Regions from separate parts of the Mus musculus genome. Here region 1 is linked to region 2. A link is a contact called in public Hi-C data. All regions are on one chromosome and are shown on one strand. Each heading gives the region's core, a stretch centred on a gene start, on an enhancer-like site or on the middle of the called end of the contact. The rest is flanking DNA. Distances are from core to core; before and after follow the strand shown.

Region 1 (3,108 bases), core at 7-2,506, 270 kb before region 2:
CTTACCCATATGTTTACAGTTGGAGAGGGAAGACTGGAATTCAACTTATAGATCTCCCTCTGGTTCACCTCATGCCAATCTGCATCTGACTTGACCCTGAGGTCCCTCCTTAATCCAAGACTTGTCCTCAAGGGTGAATATCACCAAATTTCACTGTCCCAAGGACTTGGGGACTCTCATAACTGACACAAAATGCCAAGCCTGCACATACCTGCCTTCCTGATGAAATGGAAGGTGGGTTCTGGGTTCCAGGCCCTCATTTCTCCACGGATCCATTTCTGTGTACTATTTCTTTTCTCTCCTTGCCCTCCTCTGTGTTCTTTCTTCCTTTACATAAACACTTCTTTAAAATGCTCAGGAGGCCAGCAAGAACGGGAAAGAGCACTTTCACCTAGCTAGATGACCCGAATTCAATACAGAATTGAATATACATGGTATCTTCTGACCTCTACACATGCATCGTGGTACACATGTCCATGTGTGTATAATAGCAAATAAATGAATAAATAAATAAATGTAATTTTAAGGTGAAAATGGTATAAGTGGGCTGGTGAGATGGCTCAGTGGGTAAGAGCACCCGACTGCTCTTCTGAAGGTCCGGAGTTCAAATCCCAGCAACCACATGGTGGCTCACAACCATCTGTAACAAGATCTCACTCCCTCTTCTGGAGTGTCTGAAGACAGCTACAGTGTACTTACATATAATAAATAAATAAATCTTTAAAAAAAATGGTAGAAGTGTGTGCTGTACACCAAGTGCATCTTGGTGTGCAGTACCTGAGGAGGCCAGAAGAGGGCACTGAAACATCAAGAACTGAAGTTACACAGGCTTTTTTAATGGTCACATGGATGCTGAGACCCTTGCTCCTCTGCAAGAGTAACAAGTATTCTTAACTTTTGCAGCTCCCATCCCCCCGTCCCCCAATCCAACTTTCTAGATAACCCAGTAGTTTTTGGCTGCCTGGCATGTAGGACCTCACTCACCAAAGAGGAACCTTTCCTTACGGTGACCTGAGTTTCTCTTTCTATGGAAATACTGGGGCCTGGTGGTTGAAGCAGACCTCTCATGCATGGTGATTAACCAACTTCAGACAGAGTTTTCCTCCCTGGGAAACAGGCTGGGAGCCCAGAACGGCTGAAAAGGTGTCTCTCCAGCAAATCTGTGAGTAAGCTGATAACTGGGAAAGCTGCTGAGCCCAGACTCAGATGGGAGCTGGGCTCAGAAACCACAGCCAGTGCCAAACAGGTTGCCAAGATGAGGCAGGCAGAAGCCATGCTGAAATCCAAACTGCAGAGCAGAGATTGCAAGCCAGGCAGAATAGTGTGTCTGTGCCATCCCACTGGTGGCTGGCACAGATGGTTGGTCGTTGAGATGGTTTCAATAAGAATGGCTCCTATAGGCTCATGTGTTTGAATACTTAGTCCCCAGTTGGTAGAGCTGTTTGAGCAGGGTTAGGAGGGGTGGTCTTATTGGAAGAGGTGTGTCACTGGGGACAAGCTTTGAGGTTTCAAAAACCCACATCATTCTCAGTGTCTCTCTGGCTCCTGCTTGCAGGTAAAGACGTAGGCTCTCAGCTCCCGCTCCAGCACCAGCACTGCCTGTTTCCTGCCAGTCTCCCTCCAAACCCATGAGCCACAAACTAAATGTTTTCTCTTATAAATTGCCTTGGTCGTGGTGTTTTGTTGCAGCAGTAGAAAAGTAACTAAGATAGTCATGAAGGATACAAAGTGTGCTGTTTGGTTTTGTTACCTTGACACAAACCTAGAAAATTAAACCTCTTTTAAAAAATGTTTACTTTTATTGCACGTGCATCCATGTTTTGCCCACATATATGTCTGTGTGGGGGTGTTGGATCCCCTGGAACTGGAATCACAGTCAGTGGGCATGTGGTTGCTGGGAATTGAACCCAGGACCTCTGGAAGAGCAGTCAGTGCTCTTAACCTCTGAGCCATCTCTCCAGCCTGAAATGGAATCTTAATTGAGAAAACGCTTCCATAAAATTGGCCTGTAGGCAAATCCATAGGGCACTTTCTTAAATGAATGACTGATGTAGAAAGGTCCCAACCACTGTGGGCCATGCCATTCCTGGGCAAGTGGTCCTGGATTGAGAAAGCAGGCTGAGCAAGCCATGGAGAGCAAGCCAGTAAGCAGCATTCCTCCATTGTTTTTGCTTCAGTTTCCTGCCTTGAGTTCCTGCCCAGACTCCTTTCCATGACGGACTGGGACTGGGACATATGATTTTAAATAAATCCTTTTCTCACCAAGTTGCTTTTGGTCTTGGTGTTTTATCACAGCAATAAACATAACTAAAGCACACAGGAATGCCACACATACCTAGCTCTGTAATTAACAACAGATGTTCACCAGATGTTCAGCTTGTTGTTCACAGTCTTACTTGTTTTCCCAATAAAATTAAGATGTGTGAGCTAAGTGTGGTGGGATATCCCTGTAGCTACAACGGGGGAAATCATGAGTTCAAGATCAGCCTAGACTACACAGCAAGACCTCATCTTGAAAAGAAAAAAATATAATAACACGTTAGGTGATTGTCTCCACTTTAACAGAGGACAAAGCCAGGGCCCAGAGACATTGAACTCCTTTGCTCAGGCCATATGATAAATGAATGAGAGACCCCCGTGGCTATAATCCTGCCCCTCTACGTATTTGGCTACAAGTTCCTCTGTATACCCTATGCATAGCAATTTACTTTCTTAAGAGCTAGGATGTTTGTTTCTTTTCTCGTTCATCATCCACGTGGCATGGGTAGTCAACACCGTCTTAGAGATGCATTCTTGATACTTCTGCAATAGTGCTATAACCTGTACATAACATAATAGGCTAATATCAGTCTCTGGTTCTCAGAGCAGTGTGGGCTGCCTTGTGTCTGCCCGTGGCCATCTGGACTGTCTCCAATGTTTAGGTTTACTGCGGAGCACTGTGTTTCCTCTTAGTGGAACATGGAATGAGAATGGGAAGTAGTTTAAGGTAATGAAAGAAAAATAACATTTTGTGTCTTTTGTGGGACTATTCATGATGAAGCCAATTAAACAAAACACTAATTACACAGATGAGGGGACCAGTTCTGGTGATCATAAAATTAACGGCCT
Region 2 (3,594 bases), core at 1,094-3,593:
GAAGATCTGGGCTGGAACTGGCAAAACTGGCTATTTTCTGTGTGGCAGTCAGGGTGGTGATCAGCTTCAGGGTTTGCCTGGAGGACTGAGAGGAACTCTATACAAAGAGCTGCTTTCCTCCCCTGGGAGGAGGGAGTTTGGTACTTCACTGCTTCTGTGTTGGACCACACTCTAGCCTAGAGCAGTGGCAGATACCTGTGATACCAGCACTTGGGAGTCTAAGAGCAGTCTGGCAACATTGTATCTAAAACAATAAAGTAGTCTACCATCAAATGAGTTTGCTGTCCTCACAATTCCCATTTAAAAACAATTCCCCTCCCAAAGGCTACTCTGTTATCTGAGGATATCTAGCAGCAACTTACTGCTTATTGAGCACTTAAAATATACTATGAACTATTTTCATGCAACCCAATATTTAGTCTTCCCATGAACTATGTATAATAGGTTCTACCATTATTTTTACAGGGGGAAACAGCCTAAGAGAAATTTGTGGTAGTTTCTAAAGCTACCACAGCTGGGCATCTTATATAGACCTAAGCATTGCCAAACCCACATTCTTAAGGCCATTTCTCAACACGTGAAACTATATACACTAAAATGGAGACATGATTCTTGATTTGGGAATGGCTTAGAGACTGAAAGGATTAATGATAACTTATTGTTGGTGGAACAATTAGTACAGGAGCTTGTGTACATTTTCTTGCTCAAGGGGTTCTGGAACCTTCTCTAGAATGAGGCCAGCAGCTAGAGAGTGGCTGGCAGTGGGAAGACAGTAAGAGGATGATTAGACATCCTCAAATTGGAGGTGCTGGCTCCAGGGCTGGCTTGCAGATGGGCCCTCCTATTGGCTAGCTCCTATGCACCTCAGTGGTCTCCTGGGTAAGATGTGGTCTGACCACATTCTTTAAAGTGTGGTAGTTTCTTGCAGGCCACCTGGTTCAAAAGGGAGGCTAATCTCAGAGGAACAGCAATTTATAGCATGAATTGTGTCTGCCTCCAGGCCACTTGGGAACAGCAACTCAAAACATCCCGGGAGATAAATGAGTTGTTACCATGTACACACTTTACAAAGATGATATCAGCCAGGCCATATGAACAAGAGAGGTGCCACTGGGAGGGTTCATCTACCTCAGTTCCTTCATCTGTTAAACAGAGCAACAACTGGTCTTTGAAGCTTTATGGAGGAATGAGTTAGCACATAGTAATACCCAGATCTTAGGGACAGGTCACCAGGGTATGACCTGGTTTGTGCCTGGCACTAGGTATTACCCGAGGTAGGGTGAATAAGTAAACATGCTCTGGAGGCTGAGAGTTCAAGGTCCCATTTACAAAAACAAAGGGGAAGGTCTTGTGCAAGATAGCAAAGAGAAATACTACCTGGCACATTCTTTAATATCCAGTGTCCCCAAACCCTCAGGGAAATGAAGAAGGCTGCTGGTGGTGGCAGGCATTCAGTGGTATTTGTTGCATGAAGGAGAAGTGACTACAAGGTCACTCAGAGGTGTGCTTCAAGGGCCTGCTGCGGGGCATACATTGCACTCAGTGCTTCAGGGGCCTGATCTTTTCTTGCACCACAGCTTTGGGTCTGAAAGGTCTCCTTTGAGCGCCCCCTTTCAACCCCAGAGTGTATATGGCTGATAAGTTGTTAGATCGAACTGCCACCCCTGGTATCTACCATTAGTGCCTGAAATAAATAAATAAATAAATAAACACACACACACATACACATTTATTCATTTACTTATTTATTTATTTAGGTAGAATTGGCAACACCTAGGCAAAATGAACATGGGAGTAATGAGGGTCAGAAACTATTGAGAATATCAAGGCTGTGGCTGCAGCTGCAGCTCACTCATTCTGAGGATGTATGAGACTGCACAGGTTGCCTGACCACAGGACCCGCCCTGCTCTGAGAAGCCAAGGGAGACACCCAGCTTATAGGGTGTGTAATCAGCCACATGATGGTTCCGACAGTTTTCATTTTGCAAGTTCAGTCCATCTCTAAACGACTTCTCCAGAAAGACTGCCACGTATTATCTTACGCTCCTTGCAAAATACAAAGACTGGAAAAATCCCTCCCAGAAGAGCTCAAAATTCCACATTAAAGAAAAGCCTGCACACCAGGGAGTGAGTGGGGTTGCCTTCTGGATAGTCTGCATTTGCATGCAGCCACGTGAGCTGCAGACACTCTATCTGTGGAAACAAGCACGCCTGGCATTTGGAAACCTAAGTGAGACCAGATCTGTGCTCGAGGAGCCCCAATTACCACAGAGCAAGCCTCCTGATTAAAACCAGCATGCTGAGCTTCCTGGGTTTCACTGGCTACATGCCCAGTTCAGGCTGACTGGTTGCTGCCAGTGAGGAGAGATGAGTCTCTGAAATCACCTGTGTCCAGGGCCCTCCTGGCCTGAGCTCTGAGAGGCTGGGAACTGGAGTCTGGCTCTCTGGGGGTTTAAAAGGCATCTTTGGGAGCTCCCTGAGACAATACAAAGCCATGTTTGGGAGCCCCGAAAACCTAGGGGAATACAGGCCTTTGGAGGAGGAATGGAAACAATTAGAAGGGCTCTGGAGATGCTCTGGGCTCCCATTTTTCATTCCTCCTCCTCCTGCACTCACAGCTTTCCCTCAACCTCAGCAGAGAGGGAAGGATACAGTCTGGCTGGCACAGCCCTGAGGGTTCTTTCTGCAATGTCTCTTATGCGTATGTGCCTAGGTCCCCTCCAACCTGACTTCCCTTTTCCTATCAGGGATGATGGAAGCTGCCACCCTCTGTGCTTTCCAGGGTCTTTCCTGGCACTTCCTAGTGCTTCTGACATACTGCAGAACTCGATAGTCTCTAGGGCCATCAAGCTGGCAAGAGCCTTCCCTTCGAGGAGAAGGACCACAGTGGTTTAGAATAATTTATCTCAGCAAGCTTACACAGCAATTTCAAATAACCAGCATCAAGCTGCTTATTACATGTCTGTAATTAAAATTTAGAGCTAAGAAAAAAAAAGTTACCCTTTGACCCAACACCTGACATGACAGAAATTAACTTCGGAACCAAGTGATCAGACTAGTTAGACCAGGGCAAAAGACTCAAGAGGCCTCTGCTTCAACCAGGTGGCACTATGGAACCTGACCTCTAGCCTCCAGTTGCTCCTTGGATGAGGGGGAGAGGCCACAGGACAGACAGCAGGAAGAACAGCTCCCAGCTGAGGGCACCCAACCCTAGGCAGCATGTAATCTTACCACACTCTGGGCCACCATATTAGCATGCATGGCATAGGTATTTGAAAAGAAACTGTTCCCTTTTCACCTTTTGTCTCAATTCATCAGCAAATTGTGACCTTTTGGTATAGGCAAAAACTCACAGCAAAGTGGCTCTCTTTCTAGCAACAATTTCAGTTTAGAATCCACTTTGAGTCTTCTGATCCACGTGGGAGCACTTGTGTATGTATGAGAGATTCAGGTTGAAAGGGACTCCAAAGGTGGCTTGGTTCTCCCTATCAGCATGCAGCAAGTGCTGTGAATTGTGCCTCTCTCTCTATTCTCCCACCCCACCCCCAACCTACCCCTAAGTGGAGTACAAACATGTTTGCCCCAAATATTTCA

Evidence for each region. Hi-C and Micro-C count contacts between places; a contact is called where the count stands out from the background.
Region 1: a Hi-C map of liver shows a contact between it and region 2, with 2.2 times the contacts expected there. The contact joins two enhancer-like sites. A contact is called at or near these places in 1 of 15 datasets of contacts at CTCF or cohesin (large pre-B cells), 1 of 484 Hi-C or Micro-C datasets (liver), 1 of 115 datasets of contacts at active chromatin or transcription factors (embryonic stem cells) and 1 of 9 other capture datasets (embryonic stem cells).

The regions. Positions count from the first base shown.
Region 1 is chr2:103,863,684-103,866,791 of GRCm38.p6, reverse strand. No RefSeq gene overlaps it. Among named protein-coding and RNA genes, the nearest start is that of Gm39895, 29 kb to the left of the region's middle. Within about 2 kb of position 1,256, at least 15 of the 459 cell types and tissues checked have an H3K27ac peak or open chromatin away from gene starts, as enhancers often do. A contact at or near this core is called in liver, where this site is marked.
Region 2 is chr2:103,599,015-103,602,608 of GRCm38.p6, reverse strand. The region is part of intron 1 of Abtb2 (ankyrin repeat and BTB (POZ) domain containing 2); the gene reads right to left. It overlaps 8030431J09Rik (a long non-coding RNA gene), which reads right to left. Exons shown (of 2, transcript XR_866592.2): 2 at 1-3,594. Among named protein-coding and RNA genes, the nearest start is that of 8030431J09Rik, 29 kb to the right of the region's middle. Within about 2 kb of position 2,343, at least 115 of the 459 cell types and tissues checked have an H3K27ac peak or open chromatin away from gene starts, as enhancers often do. A contact at or near this core is called in liver, where this site is marked.